Linked DNA regions of Gossypium hirsutum: region 1 is linked to region 2. The links are chromatin contacts, called in public Hi-C maps. All regions are on one chromosome and are shown on one strand. Each heading gives the region's core, a stretch centred on a gene start, on an enhancer-like site or on the middle of the called end of the contact. The rest is flanking DNA. Distances are from core to core; before and after follow the strand shown.

Evidence for each region. A called contact is a pair of places that touch in the nucleus more often than the background predicts.
Region 1: a Hi-C map of leaf shows a contact between it and region 2, with 2.4 times the contacts expected there. The contact joins the promoter of LOC107912931 here to the promoter of LOC107912928 in region 2. A contact is called at or near these places in 2 of 34 Hi-C or Micro-C datasets (both in leaf).

What each region holds. Positions count from the first base shown.
Region 1 is chrA13:98,913,501-98,916,200 of Gossypium_hirsutum_v2.1, forward strand. LOC107912931 (probable glutathione S-transferase) reads left to right here and starts at 1,375. Exons shown (of 2, transcript XM_016841321.2): 1 at 1,375-1,851; 2 at 2,597-2,700. The coding sequence starts at 1,537.
Region 2 is chrA13:98,640,126-98,642,825 of Gossypium_hirsutum_v2.1, forward strand. It overlaps LOC107912928 (E3 ubiquitin-protein ligase DA2L), which reads right to left and starts at 1,420. Exons shown (of 10, transcript XM_016841318.2): 1 at 1,180-1,420; 2 at 919-977; 3 at 281-776. The coding sequence starts at 472.

The DNA of each region.
Region 1 (2,700 bases), core at 125-2,624, 270 kb after region 2:
ATATTTTATATATTTATAATTTTTGAAAGATTAAAATAAATTTTTATTATTTTTAAAGAGTTAAAATATAATTTTATAATTATTAATTTAAAATATTATAAATTTCATTTAAAATATTAAAAATCTAAATAAAAAAAACTTCATTGAGAACTGGATTCCTTACTAACCTCATTGAATTCGTCACTAACATAAACCTAATCTAACCAAACCCACCCTAATAAAACTTATAAATAAACCTAGACTGAAATCACATAATTTAGAGTTTTTGAGATACATATTATTTTTCTTTTATTGATTGATTTCCAATATATATATATACTACTTATTAATTATTTTATTGAATTAATTTCACTCATCAACTGAGTTAAAAGAAATTACTCAAAAATATTTTTATTTACAAAATAAATTATATAACTATGAAAATATTTTTTATCTTTTTATAAATAAATAAAAAATTATTCGTAGTAAAATTTGAACCAAAAGACACTATGCATATTAAACTTTTTTATTTATCATTTAAACTAAACCTATTTTTTAGTTTTCATTTGAAACTTCTATAAATATATTTATAATTCTAAAATTATATATATATATATGAATAATGTTATTGATTAAACTAGTGTCATAAATAATTTCACATATATAAGTCGTGTGATAAAATTTTTAATTTGTATTAAATTTATGATATAATTAATAATACAGTCAACCAAACTCCAATTTATATAAAAAAATTATTAAAATATATTACACAATACAATGTATTATTATAAAAATATTTTTATTTTTTTACCTTTTATTTAAAAATTCGATTTAATTCGTGATTCAATGAATTTAAACATTAAATTTTACTAAAAAAAATTCCACTCCCTTTTCAATAAATATAGTATTAAATAATTTTCTTTCACCTAAACCATATTTTGATCATTATTTAGGTTAGTTAGGCAAAAAAATCTTCTCAAATTTTTTCAAATTTGAAATTTAATAAATTGGTTTCTTTAAAAAAAATTAGAGTAATTTAATATTTTTTAATTTTAAAAATAAGCAATTAAAGATAATTAATTATAATTTTAAATTTTTTATTAATTGTACATTATTTTGATTAGTATAATAATACATTTAGCCTTCAAAGTTTATATATTCTATCAATTTGGTCTTAATTTAATAAATTTATTTATGCTGAGGCTAAATTATGTTAAACTTTTTAAAATTAAGGCCAAAATGATAAAATATGTAAATATTAAAGATTATATTTATTGTTATATTAATCAAAATTATGTATAATTAAAAAAGATATGAATTTCATGATTAATTATTTTAATTTCTCATTTTTAAAATAAATAAAGATGAGTTACTTCAAAACATTGAAGTCACAGAAAAATTGAATAAAAGAAATATCATAGAAAAACCTACCAACCCTCCTATAAATATACTCTGACTCCCCCTTCAGAATCAGAGAAAAACAAGTAAAATCCAAAAGAAACCCAAGATTATAAATTTAGTATCGATTTGAGTATTTGAATAGTTTAGATTACAAGAATGGCAGGGGAATTAGTATTGTTGGATTTCTGGCCAAGTCCATTTGGGATGAGATCCAGGATTGCTTTGGCTGAGAAAGGGATACCATACGAGTACAGAGAAGAAGATTTGAGGAACAAGAGTGATTTGTTGCTGCAGATGAACCCTGTTCACAAGAAAATCCCTGTTCTTATCCATAATGGTAAACCCGTTTGTGAGTCTGTCATTCAGGTTCAGTATATTGATGAGGTCTGGCATGATAAAGCTCCTTTGATCCCTTCTGATCCTTATCAAAGAGCTGTTGCCAGATTCTGGGTTGATTTCGTTGACAAGAAGGTGCTTTCTTTTACTCGTTTAAGTCTCTACGTTTCTGCTATGATTGTTCAATGGGCTGACTTGATTTTAGATTATGTTTTGATTTAGTTTCCATTTTGGGGAGGGGGGTGGTTCTGGGCTGCAAATAGGACGGCAACAGAGTGGCAGGAATTGCTTAATCTATAGGATTTTATTATACCACTACTATATAGGTTAAACTCAACCCTTCTCTTATGATTGAAACATTTGGGATAAGTGAAGGAAATCTAATGGACTCAAATTGAGATGAACAGTATTTTTTCAATAAGTGATATTGGGTTACACTAACACAACTATAGAGATACTTCCATTTTTCATTTGTTCTGAATGTGTAAGTTGAACTTAACCAATTTAGAAAGCTTGATTTTATTGGTTGCAAATGTTATGCTTACAGCTCATCCACAACTAAGTCCATTATTTTAATATTCTAGATGATATTGGCTTGCTTACTCACTTTCAACCTATTCTAGTTGCAATTATTGCAACTTTTTCACTATCCACAACTAGATCTAATTATCAATGATGATAATTTATGACCATGATTACTGTTTGAATTCTTTAGCTATGCAGGGAGAACAAAAACATTTTCTTGATGTTCTATGATTATTCATATTCATGTCATTATATGTTTTTCATGTTGAGGGAGAGATGAAACTAAAAATAAATGTGGAAATTATTACTGACTGAATAGAACTCTAATTCTCCAATATTGTAATGTGAAGTGCAGATATATGACCTGGGGAGCAAAATATGGAAGACAAAGGGAGAAGAACAAGCAAATGCAAAGAAAGAATTTATTGAGTGCCTGAAGCTGTTGGAAGGAGAGCTTGG
Region 2 (2,700 bases), core at 170-2,669:
GGAAAAAAGAAAATCATATTCATATTCAACTGCAACTAATTTTAAAAGCTAACCACAGATAATACTAAAATACAAAAGGAAAAAGGAAAACCATACTCATATTCAACTGCAACTAATTTTAAAAGCTAACCACACATGAATTAACATTCAATAAAAACCAGTAAACAAGGGCTCATTCTAAGCAGTGACTGATAAAGCAAAAGGATAAAAAGAGCATGATATTTACAATTGGATAGCAATTAGCAAGCATAAGAAGAAAGCCAATGAGATAAATACAAACCAAAAAGCAAATTGGGCATTCTTCAAGATCAGAACAGCATTCTTCATCGCCAGGATAGCAAGGAGCAAGCTTCGATTCAAGTATCAGCTTTCTTAGTTTCTTAATATCCACATCTTTATGAACATACAACCCTTGTGGGCGTGTATACTTCTCATCGACGACTTGCCTCCGCCTTCCCAACTTATTACCCATCAAAAAGAATATCCCAAAACTGTATCCCCTAACTGTTCTCTTTCCTTCTTCTTCTTCCTCTAATTCGACCCAATATTTGATTATTTTTCAAATTCTTCAAGACAAAAACCAATCAAAATAGCTGCAAATTTGGTTTTTGGTAAATTGGTTTACTAAAAATTACCAATTATGAACAAATAATCACGTAGAATCTACAACCATAATTCGTAGTTTTACAACATAATCAAACACACACACTACATTAAAACTGAATTCTAATCCAAACAAACAATAGTTCATTATCTAAAATCATGCCCCATGAATCCTGCAAGTGCAATAAAAAAAAAAACCTTGAAATTAAACATATATATTAATAGTTAAACATGCTTCAAAATGTAATATAGAAACCAAAATTTGATTAAAAAGAAAACGCTAAGTTCTGAATTACAAAAGGAAATTTAACTTACCAAGTCCAACTTTCACAGCTGAATTGGCCAGTGTAATCCTTCCCGAAACATGGCCATACCTATAATTAAACCAAAGAAAGAAAAACATTAAGACTAAAAAGAACAAAGTAAAATCATTGCAAAAACAGATTCACTTACAAGGAAAAATACAAATTCGAACCAAAAGACAAAGCTTTTGAACAGAAGAAAATCGAAGCAAACGAAAAGAAAAAACAGAACTTTACTAAATTATGGGCAAATTGAGAGAAGAAAGAAACTGACCTTGAAACCTGAAAGGGAATTGGCGGAAGCGAGTTTAGGGGCTTAAAAGAAAGAAAAGGAAAGAAAGGGAAAGACTTTGGCAAGGAGAATGGAAACACAATCTCAACTTTCTCTCAGAAAAAGAAAGAAAGAAAGAAATTTTATTTTTATTTCTTGTTGTAAATTGTTTATATTATTTCATAAATAAAAATTCGCATACACGTATTTGTTCTTTTTTCTTATTCATTTTTTGGTTTCTTTCGGCGTTTGGATGGAGACTCGTAGATATAAAGACAAACAAAATACGAGAAAATGTTATTATTTTTATTTTACAAAAAAGAAAAAAAATACTGTAGTGATGTTTTCTATAACTGCAATATTATTTATTGCTCTAATTGTTAATTGTTAATTTTAAATTTTCTACTTAAAATTTTAGTATATTACTCTCTATTTTTATTTATTTTATTTTAGTATGAATTTGAATTCTTTAACGTCTTAGCAATTTAATGATATTTGGTTTTCTTATTTTTCAATTTTTACAAATTAAAGTCATTAAGTTTTTTACTTTTTTATTTATTAATATTTAAGTTGTTGAATTATTTTTTAAAATGAAAATATTATACAAATCCAAGTGAATGATCATTTTTCTTTTCATTTGAATTAATTTATCATGGAAAACTTTTAAACTACTTTTCTGAAAGAATGCATACAAATTACATTTTTTTTTAAAAAAATGAAAGGAACGAAGGGATAATTGAAATTAATTAATCTATTCTTTTTATTAATTCACTAAATCATCCAAGTTTTTGTTAATTATATGAAAATGAATAAGTATATTGAATATTCTATCGGATTTTTATGTGATGAATGTAATTTTTTTATTTAATTATAATGTGTGACATGGGATCTATTTGATTTTTGTAAATACGACATATTTTATGGTTAATTATTTATTTATTTATTTGAAAAATTAATTCATTAATTCATTAATGAGTGAAATCATACAATTCAGAGAAAAAATAGTAAATATTTGTCATCTATTGAAGGATAATATTTAAATTATTATGATACATTGACAATTGACCTTGTTACAACTCATATACAACATATTTAGAGTGATTGCAAGCACTTAATACAATAAGGAAATCAGGTCCAGATGGTCCAAAGCGCGGAGTAAAAATTAATAAAAAAAATTGAGCATTCATCAAAACAACAACAAAATCATCCTTAAATTTATTTGTAAAATTACTACTACATACATAAGAAATATTAAAAAACTTGTTATAAGGGGATTATTTATTTAAAAAAAACTACTTATTAGTGATTAATTTGGAAGAAAAATGTATTTAAATTTGAAAAAAAAAAAGAAAAGAAAAGAAAGGGATGATTAAGTTTGAGAATTAAAGAAGGAAAGGGTGGAGTAGTAAAGGAGGAAAGGATCAAATCAACACCACTCCAATTTAGTTTACTGTTTACTTCTCTCCCCCTCTTACCCGCGCGTCTTTTTCAATCGCCTTCTCCCTTCTTTATCTTTTGTATTAT